Regions from separate parts of the Sus scrofa genome. Here region 2 is linked to region 1. The links are chromatin contacts, called in public HiChIP or PLAC-seq maps. All regions are on one chromosome and are shown on one strand. Each heading gives the region's core, a stretch centred on a gene start, on an enhancer-like site or on the middle of the called end of the contact. The rest is flanking DNA. Distances are from core to core; before and after follow the strand shown.

The links. HiChIP or PLAC-seq counts read pairs in DNA pulled down with a chosen protein or histone mark.
Region 2: a contact with region 1 is called in an H3K27ac HiChIP or PLAC-seq map of skeletal muscle. The contact joins the promoter of GLI2 here to the enhancer-like site in region 1. A contact is called at or near these places in 8 of 47 Hi-C or Micro-C datasets (brain, embryonic fibroblasts, fetal skeletal muscle and 3 more) and 1 of 2 datasets of contacts at active chromatin or transcription factors (skeletal muscle).

Annotation. Positions count from the first base shown.
Region 1 is chr15:30,438,600-30,441,109 of Sscrofa11.1, forward strand. All of the region lies in intron 2 of GLI2 (GLI family zinc finger 2), which reads right to left. Among named protein-coding and RNA genes, the nearest start is that of GLI2, 140 kb to the right of the region's middle. Within about 2 kb of position 1,257, at least 18 of the 83 cell types and tissues checked have an H3K27ac peak or open chromatin away from gene starts, as enhancers often do. A contact at or near this core is called in fetal skeletal muscle and skeletal muscle, where this site is marked.
Region 2 is chr15:30,578,012-30,580,521 of Sscrofa11.1, forward strand. It overlaps GLI2 (GLI family zinc finger 2), which reads right to left and starts at 1,254. Exons shown (of 14, transcript NM_001315712.1): 1 at 862-1,254.

The DNA.
Region 1 (2,510 bases), core at 7-2,506:
GCAGTTAGAGGGATGTTCCCACACGGCCACCCAGACCTGTCCCACTGCCCTGAGGATGAAAGTTCCAGCCCTCAAGCCTTGGTGATAGGACAGTGCCTCTCCTCTCTCATCTCCTTTCATCACCACCGTGTCCTTGCACCCCCAAGCACCGTCTCCCCCAGAGGCAGAGCCACCAGGAAGGCCTCATCTCCCTGCCTCCCTCTGTTTCCACCGGCAAAGGGGAAAATACAAACGCACTGGGATCAGCCCCAACAAAGACAGGGGTTGAGGGGGCCTCTGTGCCTGCCCGTCCCCTCCTCTAGGGCAGGGAGCAGCCCACAAGGCCTTACACGGTGGCATCACCCCCACTTGCAGAAGCCCCCCACTGTCAGGACCCCTGGAGGCTATTTCCTGGGGCTGCAAAGGCCAGGCCAAGTAAGGGCTATTAGGAAGCCAAAAGAAGGAAGAATCAAAAGGATGTGAAAGAAAATGTCTTCTAGACTTTGCCAAGCCTCTAGAACATTCTTTTCGAATCCGGTTTTGTTTCCTCCCCTCCTCAACTCAACTTTTCCCAAATTCGTTCCTCATGCGAAAACAGCATCTTCCCCAGGGAAGCCGAGTTTTAACACACACGTGTTTTTCTTCTAAGTCGCTCAGAGCTGAGGCTCCGCAGACAACAAAGCTCCTTGTCTGCGCATCCTCCTTGCTGCTAAGACCACCGGGGAATTGCAGTGGCGAAGGCTGAACTCCCAGATGCTCGGCTCTGCCAGATCTCAGAAGAAACTCCTGGTTCAAAGTTCTGAGGGGCTGTCTGTCGGGAGGGAGGAGCTGGGAAGCAATCCTGTGGTTGACAGTACACACGTCCTTCCCACCCACTCCCTGACCTGCCTCCCCATCTCCACGCAGGAGTCACTTCACTTTCCTTCCCTGCGTTGTTTTCTCTTGGGGGCCAAAGTCCTTTCTCCCCACCTCCCCCCGCCCCACCAGCTCTTTTCATTCCCTCTCCCCCTTTCCCATCTCTCCCCCTCCCCGGCCAGCTCCCGGGTCTGGGAGTCTGCTCATCCACCACCCCCTCTTCAAACTTGGAGTGTGGAGGGGGGACTCGGAGAGGGACGTGCAGAAGAAAGCTTCAGGCCAGGCCTGTGCAAACAAGAGCGGCTGCCTCCTCCTTGCCACTTGAGGCATCACAGGAAAGCTGCCTTTCTCCTGCAACTTACCCCGCGTGGGCCGGAGGGAGGAGGGACGGCTTGCAGGGAGGGTGCTGCCCACAGAGAGGCGTGGAGCGCGGGATGGAGCAGCGGAGGAGGGAACGTCAAGTGGCCGCTGGAGGGAGGCGGAGCGCATGAATCATTGATGGCCAGCTGGCAGGGTTTAGGAACGCTGGCTAATGCAAAGGCTGGCGTGACTTGGGGGGTCTGGCGGCTGCTGTGGGCGGCGTGTTCTCCTCGCTGGGGGACCCGTCCCAGCCTAGGGGCTGCAGGAACCTTCCTGCTAGGAGAAACCTGCTGGCTGGCCCCTCCAGGGGCCGGGCTGTTCCAGGGCATGGGTCTGGAGCTGGGGGGTTGTGGTGCCTCAAGCTCCCAGCTCTGCAACCTCCCAGAGAGGGAGAGGGCAGTGGCTGGGACCTTAGGGGCCATCTGGCCCAGAGGTGTGCCAGGTAAGAAGGGGAAACTGAGGCCCAGGAAGGGACCCTGACTTGCCCACGGTGCAGAGTGAGGTTGGGAAAGACATACCTGGACCCCAGGCCACTGTTCCCTGCCTTCTCTGGAAGGTTCCCTGGCTCCCCGCGGCTCCCTGTGGACACTCAGGGCCACAGAGCAGGAAGCAGGGTCCCCGGGAGGCAAGGTGGCCCTCTTCCTACACAGAGGTCACCAGAGGATCTGATCCCATCCCCAATCAGCTGAAATGTCACAAACGGAGTTTGTCTATAAGTGTAGAATCCTTTCCAGGTGGTGAAAACTCACTTCCCACCTGTCGTCTCCCTTTCACGGAGGGGACACAGCAAGTACCCTGGGACAAGGCGTTCCCATCAGACACAGCTTGTGGACCTGCCAGGCAGATCTGCCAGGGCCACTGATCCTGCCAAGGCCCCCATGCCCCCAATACTCTATTTTCTGCTAACAGAGGGGGAGGGGCTGACTGGGCTTGTCAGGGGCCAAGATAATTGTCATCTCCAGCCCTTCCTATCCCCCAGCAACATTCTGTACCCCTTTTCCCATCTGATCTCAAGGCATCATGAAAGTGAAAAGCAGCCATTCTGTCCCCTAAAGGGAGATCTGCCTTAAATGACGCAATTCAGGTAAATACGAGATGCTAGAGGTTTTCCCCAGAATTGGAAAGGAAGGGGGACCAGGAGGAGGAAGGCTCCAGAAGCAACCACCCGCTTCCCCCGCCCTGACCCTCTGGGGTCCCGCTCCTCTTCAGAGGTCCCCGATGTCATGCCACCACCTGAGGCCCTTGGTGACCACAGTCCAGTCCAGCCCTGCCTTAACCCTCCGTACCCACCCCCAACTTGCCTTCGGGAGCACAAT
Region 2 (2,510 bases), core at 4-2,503, 140 kb after region 1:
TCCCCTTTCTAAACCCTTAATAGGATTGGCGCCCAACTCTCTCCGCGCCTCTCCCCATCCATCACACACAGATCAAGTTGCAGTAGTGGATTTTTCAAATTCCTCAGCAAATATACTCGTTGAGAGATTGCGGGGTGGGGGGAAGACGAAGAGTTGGGGGCGGGGATGGAAGTGCGGGGTGGGGGGGTACCCGAGGACAGGGCGAGGGAATTACATGCGGATCCCTCCGGGAAGTCAAGCGGATCTCGGGGCGGAGGGCATGGGAGGAGGAGGAAAGAAGCCGGGAGGGAGCCTGACCGAGGGGGAGGGGGCGACAGGGCCTGACGAGGAGGAGGAAGGAGTGAGAAAGAAAGAAAGGCAGGGTTCGGGACAGAGAGCGCGGAGAAGTGCAGTTAGAAGTTCACTGTGGCTGCAGCCCCTCCACATGCTGCACACTCCCCGAAGACATACTCTCACGGCCTATCTTTTCGAGCTTCGCAGCCTCCTGTGCTACTCTCACCTCCCGAAAAAACAGCCCCGGGCTCGGGCGCGGAGGAGACCGGGAGGTAGGGAGACCGAATCAGTTGCGCACCCCAAGAGGAAGGCTCTTTCCCCCAGGTGGGAAGGGGGGATGCAAATCATCCCCTGGCCACGAGTTCCTAGCCTCCGGACTCCCCTTATGTACCCGCCCGGCTTGGCCAGAAACGGGACCAGGGCCACCCCCCCGCCCCAAGCCCGGTGCCCGGATCCCCGTGCCGTGGCGCGCGTACCCGGCCTAGGAACCCTCCAAGACGGCGCAGCATCCCAGTCCGCCCGGGTTCGGCCGGAGTAGGGGGCACTTCGCAACGAAAAGCAAGCAAAAGAAGATCAATGCAACTTTACCGAGGGAGACAAAAGTTTGCCTCTAGCACGCAGGTGGCCTCCGGGGCGCCGGGCGGTGGCTGTGGGCCCCCATCCCAACTTGGCTGGCGTGGCGTCCCGCCGCGGGCTGCCGTGTGCCGAGGCTCCGTCCGGCCGGGGCGAGGCGGGCCACGCAGGGGAGGGGATCCAGAGGCGGCCGGGGGCCGGCAGCCCCTACCGCCGGTGACCGGGCAGCTCCCCAAGACCCCGGCGCGCCGCGCTCCTTCCTCCCGCTCCTCCGGTTCCTCCGCGCCTTCCTCCGAGTCCGCCGCCGCCGCCGCCTCCCGCTCCTCCTCGAAGACTCATTGATGGGAGTTTGAAAAAAAGTCCGCGGAGCCGTGCTGCCTCGGCTGGCGAGCTTCGGCACTCCCGCAGTCCAGCTAGCAGTCCGCACGGCGCAGCGCCCCCGCGCGCACAAGCCCTAGCACACCCCGGCGCCGCGCCCCCGCCCGCGCCGCGCGCCCCCGCCCGGGGGTGGGGGACCTGGGAGACTCCGAGGGGAGGGGCAGCCGAGGACTCCCCCCCCAACCCCAGCACCGAAAAGAAAAAGCACACCTACGAAGAAGAAAGTTCGAGCCAAGAACGAAAGAACGCGCCAGTCCCCAACACTTTTTTAAGGCGCCGAGATTGGGGGGGGGGGAGGTTCGCTAACTCAAGTCAGATGAGCTCCGAGCCGGGGCGCAGCGACTGCTCTGTTTTCAATCTCTGAAATCACCGCCCTCTCCACCTCCCTCTTCCCCTCCGCCGGGAGATGCCCGGGTCGCTGTTCCCAGTGCACCCGCTTCTGCCGGCGCCGGGGCGGAAGCGGGGGACAGGAGGCCAGGCTGGGAGGGAGGCTAGCTCCGCGGGGCCGGTTCTGCGCGGAACCTCTTCCTGCCCGTGGCGCGCGCAGGTGCCGGGGGTCTGGCCTGCGCCCCCCGCCGCGGCTCACAAGAGTCGCCCCCAGAGCGCGTGCTGGTGAGAAGCGAAGCTGCCTTTTAGGTTTGGTTCCTTGTGTTTGGTAGGGAGGCTTTTTGTTTGTTTTGTTTTGTTTTTTAGAGACTCCACTCGAGCTGCCGCAACCAGATGGAAGTAATCAGAACCCAACAACAACAGAGGAAGAAGGAATTTAAAAAACCTCGTTGAATTTTCGGGCCAAAGTGTGTATGGGTGTGTGTGTGAAAGAACTTGCTTAAGGAGACTAGGTGCCGAGCCTCGGGCCCTCAGGCCGCACCGCAGCCCGGAACTGAGCGGCCTGGCATGAGGAAGCACAGGGGTCAGCTGGCCAAAGTGTCCCTCAAGTCATGGGGGGCCACCACCCTCTCTAGGGCCGAGGGTCCTTCACCAAAGAGTGCCTCATTGAAGGAAGTTTTAAATTTTTCTTTCTAACATTCCTGTTACATCTACTATGTGCTTGGTGACAGGTTGTATTTCTTTTATTATTTAAACTACAAACCTCTGTCACGTAAGTTTTCTCCTTCCTCATTTTACAAGTGAGACGGCTGGGAGTTCCTGTCATGGCACAGCGGAAACGAATCCAACTAGGAACCATGAGGTGGCAGGTTCAATCCCTGGCCTCGCTCAGTGGGTTAAGGATCTGGCCGCGTTGCCCTGAGCAGGAGTGGCTCGGATCTGACGTTGCTGTGGCTCTG